2 separate regions of the Macaca mulatta genome follow, and region 1 is linked to region 2. The links are chromatin contacts, called in public Hi-C maps. All regions are on one chromosome and are shown on one strand. Each heading gives the region's core, a stretch centred on a gene start, on an enhancer-like site or on the middle of the called end of the contact. The rest is flanking DNA. Distances are from core to core; before and after follow the strand shown.

Region 1 (2,700 bases), core at 83-2,582, 320 kb before region 2:
AGACTCCTACTACAGCCAGGCAGGTAATGCACCTGAATGAAGCAGGGTGCCTAGGAACCATGATGAACTAGACTCATTTCAAGGAGATAATGGATACTTGTTCTGGTCGGTTGCTCATGGAGGGATGCAGGACAATATATTGCCAGCTCTTCCAATATTTTAGGAAAAGTCAGAAATCCAGGTTGGGCCTGGTGGCTCACACATGTTATCCAGGAATATTAGGAGGCCAATGCAAGAGGATCACTTGAGCCTAGGAGTTCAAGACCAGCCTGGGCAACATAGAAAGACCTCCATATTTGGAATAAAAAAAAAAGTCAGAAATCCAAATATTTATGTGCCATCTTATGACTTTTTTTTTTTTTTTTTTGGAGACGGAGTCTTGTTCTGTTGCCTAGGCTGGAGTGCAGTGGCGCAATCTTGGCTCACTGCAACCTCTGTCTCCCGGGTTCAAGCAATTCTCTACCTCAGCCTCCCAAGTAGCTGAGATTACAGGTGACCACCACCATGTCCAGCTAATTTTTGTATTTTTAGTAGAGACGGGGTTTCACCATCTTGGCCAGGCTGGTCTTGAACTCCTGACCTCGTGATCCACCCACCCTGGCTCCCAAAGTGCTGGGATTAAAGGCTTGAACCACCTTGCCCGGCCCCATCTTATGATTTTTAAGTGTGGGGAATTAAAAACAATATACACAGAGAGAATGCAAACCAAAGCATGCCTACCATCTCAAGTTGGCCTATCGACCACAATTTGCTCCAGATAATAAGAATATTCAAGTCTCCTAAAATTCCATATATAGGAAATATACTTCAAAATTCTGCTCTGTCTACACAGAATACCTTTCTCATCCTTCTGTCCTCTTGAATTATTTCTCTTTGGAGATTTTCTGGCCCCAATCCAAGCAGAATGAATAGCCCTCACTGAGTCCTTTAGCAGTTTATCCATGTCTCCCGTGTAGTGCTTAATGCATGTTGCATTACGGTTATTCGTCCCAAATAGAGTTCCTCAAAGGCACGGACTATATATATTCATCTTTAAGCCCTCGGCACCTAGTGCGTGCTTGACGCACCAAGGGTTCTCTGGAAATATTTGCTGACCTCAAGTTTGGTGATCTTACATGTCCTGCTTAGGCGCAGCGTTGGAGAGGTTGGCGCTGCAATGCCGTCAATGACCCCTGATAACCATTAGAGGGCACACTGATTCCACAGCAGTCTGCACCGGGGGCCCAGCTGTCAAGTGCTCCAAAACCCACTCCCGCAACTTAACGCCTTCAATGGTCATTTCCAACAACATCTTCCATAGCCTTCATTTTAACAACCCTCAACACAAAACAGTCATTTTCTTGGGGCGGCCCTGAGGTGTGAACTTCTTCCCTCCCAGCCACCTACCCACTCTCCCCATCTTCCTACAATTTGGGCGCTAAAGATTTAATTCCGCCCTGACACCAGATTATTTTTCACAGCTAATCTGCACAATCTGGAAGGTGGCACGGAGGGAAAGAGAGGGGGATCATAGAAGGACTGGGTAACAAGCACTCTGGGCTCGCCTTCAACTTTAACAGACTTTCCAGAAACCCGTCACCCCACTCCCAAACACACACATCCACGCACTCACACAGTTTCCTGCCAGGATCCCAAACCAGCACACCTTTCACTCTTCCCCCATAAGACCAGGTAGGGGGCGAGGGAAAAGGTGGGGTGAGGGAAAAGGTGGGGTGAGGGAAAAGGTGGGGCGCAAGCGGGCCCCGGTTGCTTCCACACACACCCTCCGTTCAGCCCTCCTTTCCATTCCGGCGACGGCGCGCCTTCAGAAGGTCCTGTCCTCCAAGGAGGTAGGCGTGGGGCGGCCGAGACCCGGGAAGATGGTCCACCGGGAAGCGCGCGGGCTGTGCGGCGGGGAGGAAGGAGTTAAAGATCCAGGATTGGCTCTTCAGTCACTGAGTCTGGGAGGGGAAGCGGCTGGGAGGGAGGGTTCGGAGCTTGGCTCGGGTCCTCCACGGTTCCCTCCGGATAGCTGGAGACTTGGGCCGGCCGGACGCCCCTTCTGGCACACTCCCTGGGGCAGGCGCACACGCACGCTACAAACACACACTCCTCTTTCCTCCCTTGCGCGCCCTCTCCCATCCTTCTTCACGAAGCGCTCGCTCGCACCCTTTCTCTCTCTCTCTCACTCTCTCTCTCTAACACGCACGCACACGCCCAGTTGTTCACACTCGGGTCCTCTCCGGTCCGACGTTCTCCTGGCACCCACCTGCTCTGCGGCGCCCTGCGCGCCTCCCTCCGTCGCGCCCCTTGCGCTCTCGGCCCAGACCGTCGCAGCTACAGGGGGCCTCGAGCCCCGGGGTGAGCGCCCCCTTCCCGCTCCTGCTCCTTCCCATAGGGACGCGCCTGATGCCTGGGACCGGCCGCTGAGCCGGTGGGGACCGAGAAGGCCATGGTGGGAGCGCTCGCCCGCTGCGGTGCCCGCTGAGACCATGCCGGGGCCCCGGCGCCCCGCCGGCTCCCGCCTGCGCCTGCTCCTGCTCCTGCTGCTGCCGCCGCTGCTGCTGCTGCTCCGGGGCAGCCACGCGGGCAACCTGACGGTAGCCGTGGTACTGCCGCTGGCCAATACCTCGTACCCATGGTCGTGGGCGCGCGTGGGACCCGCCGTGGAGCTGGCCCTGGCCCGGGTGAAGGCGCGCCCCGACTTGCTGCCGGGCTGGA
Region 2 (2,700 bases), core at 134-2,633:
TCAGGTTCAGGTGATTCTCCTGCCTCAGCCTCCAGAGTAGCTGGGATCACACGTACCCAACACCACACCTGGCTAATTTTTTTGTATTTTTAGTAGAGATGGGGTTTCATAATGCTGGTCAGGCTGGTCTCGAACTCTGACCTCAAAGGATCCACCCACCTCGGCCTCCCAAAGTGCTGGGATTAGAGGCGTGAGCCACTGTGTCTGGTCTATTTTTATGTTTTTTAGAGACAGGGTCATTCTGTCACCCACACTGGAATACAGTGGCACTATCCTAGGTCACTGCAGCCTTGAGCTCCTGGGCCCAAACCATTCTTCTGCCTCATCCTCCCAAATAGCTGGGACTACGGACACAAGCTACCACGCCTGGCTAATGTTTCAATATTTTGTAAAGACAAAGTCTCACTATATTGCCCATGCTGGTCTTGAACTCTGAGCTTCAAGCAATACTCCCACCTCAGCCTCCCAAAGTGCTGGGATTACAGATGTGGGCCACCATACTCAGCTTTACCAGTCCTTTAAATTACTCTTCAATTTTTGTGAATTGTCCTGATAAAAATCCATCAGTTCTTTTTATCTTATTTTGCCTGGATCTGGACTTTTCGTCCTTAGCAATGTATTATTCGTGCTCACCTCTCTGAACTGTACTTATTCTGGTGTATACCTGCTTTCACTGGAACCTGACTTTTTTTTTTTTTTTTTTTTGAGACCGAGTTTGCTCTTGCTGCCCAGGCTGGAGTGCAATGACTCCGTCTCGGTCCACTGCAATCTCCTCCTCCTTGATTCAAGCGATTCTCCTGCCTCAGCTTCCCAAGTATCTGGGATTACAGGAATGCACCACCATCTCTGGCTAAATTTTGCATTTTTTTTAGTAGAGACGGGGTTTCACCATGTTGGCCAGGCTGGTGTCGAACTGCTGACCTCAGATGATCCACCCGCCTTGGCCTCCCAAAGTGCTGGGATTACACGCATGAGCCACCGCGCCCGGCCTAAATTGTTAAATTAAACCAATAGAAAAAGAGTTAAGAATATAGGTATTTAAAAAATAGTACGGAAGTCCTGGATATGGCTCCTTCTCCCTGGTGTTTTCCTTAACCTTTTCTATTAGGCTCCAAATGTCAAAGTATGACACAAAATTTTAAAAGTGTCCATTTATCCCTGGATAGTGATCAAACGCTGACCTCAAATTAGCAAGGTAACCCTTTCAACATGGTGACGCATATGTGTCACAACTAACAGTTAAAGACCTTCCGAAAATGGCAGCTCCCTTGTCTCTCCACCGCATCAGACCAAAGTAGGACCTTCCAAGCATGGTGGCACAAGATCCTTGCGTCATTTCCTGTAGTGTGCACAATATAAGGGGCAGGATTTCCGCTTTCGCTCTTTTCCGGCGGTGACGACCTACCCACACGAGAACATGCCTGTGAGTGCTTTGGTCCAGGTTTCGGCGGAGATCTCGCTGTTCTGTCTGCACGCTCCCCTCACGCTGATTTCGGATCGTAGAGGGTTCTCATTTACCCTCTGCACTTCTTAGGACATTAACTCCAGGGACCGCAGCGGCCCACGGGCCACCCGCATAGACGGGAGCGGAGAGGAGATAAGATGGCGGCCCAGCTGCGCAGACACCAGGGGCAGCGAGGGGCGAGCTCTCCCCGGTGTGTGACAGTGGGGGCTGTTTTCGACCATCCCATTTTCGCCGTTGGTTTCTAAATCTCTGCATTTCTGTCCCTGTTAGCTCGCAAAGGATCTCCTTCATCCCTCCCCAGAAGAGGAGAAGAGGAAACACAAGAAGAAACGCCTGGTGCAGAGCCCCAATTCCTACTTCATGGATGTGAAATGCCCAGGTGAGGAGACGGCTTGCTGTAGTGGGGAAAGCACTGGGCAGTAACAGTTGGAAAATGTTGTAGTGTGAGCTGTCTCATATCCTTGAAGCTGTCCAGCAGCTTCAGTTTCTTCACCTGTGGAAAATATTTTCCCTGATACTCTTAAAATTCGAATGTATGAGACTCGCAGAGTTTTGCATCTTAGGAGAAGTGATTCATTTCAGCGTGATGTCCCATCACATTTCACATACAATCCCTACTTTTTTTGTGTTGGGAAACAATGTAATGGATGATGAGTTGGGCATATGTGCAGGAAAGATATGGATGTAATCGAGGAAAAAAATGTTACCTGTTTTTCTTTCAGGATGCTATAAAATCACCACGGTCTTTAGCCATGCACAAACGGTAGTTTTGTGTGTTGGCTGCTCCACTGTCCTCTGCCAGCCTACAGGAGGAAAAGCAAGGCTTACAGAAGGTAAATGGTGTACTAATGTTGTGATTTGGGGCTTTGAGTTTGTTTTCTAGAAATGGAAACATCTCTCAGGATCTTTCAGTCTTACAGTGACAGAGACCATGTCTAATGTAAATTTTTAGACAGGAAGTGTTGGATTTATAAATTTTTTTTTTTTCAAGTAGATACTACCAAAAACTACGTGTTAATCTCAAAGCACTACTGTCTAAAGCGGGGATCAATGGGTGATAAAAGGGCTCAAGTTGATATGAAGTGACCAAAGTGATATATAAATGAGTAGGTAGCTAAGAGTTGAGAAAAATAAAAGATGTGGTGGATCATCATGCATCTGCTTCTTTTGTGGGAGAGGTGGGCAGAATACCTGGACTGATGTCAGCTAATCTCTGAATCTTTTTCCTCCAGGAT

Evidence for each region. A called contact is a pair of places that touch in the nucleus more often than the background predicts.
Region 1: a Hi-C map of fetal cortex germinal zone shows a contact between it and region 2, with 5 times the contacts expected there. The contact joins the promoter of NPR1 here to the promoter of RPS27 in region 2. A contact is called at or near these places in 3 of 14 Hi-C or Micro-C datasets (cortical neurons, fetal cortex germinal zone and fetal cortical plate).

What each region holds. Positions count from the first base shown.
Region 1 is chr1:113,361,263-113,363,962 of T2T-MMU8v2.0, reverse strand. NPR1 (natriuretic peptide receptor 1) reads left to right here and starts at 1,332. Exons shown (of 24, transcript XM_077945580.1): 1 at 1,332-1,671; 2 at 1,774-1,829; 3 at 2,378-2,700. The coding sequence starts at 2,472.
Region 2 is chr1:113,046,272-113,048,971 of T2T-MMU8v2.0, reverse strand. RPS27 (ribosomal protein S27) reads left to right here and starts at 1,383. Exons shown (of 5, transcript XM_077946537.1): 1 at 1,383-1,423; 2 at 1,535-1,655; 3 at 1,736-1,844; 4 at 2,188-2,298; 5 at 2,698-2,700. The coding sequence starts at 1,826.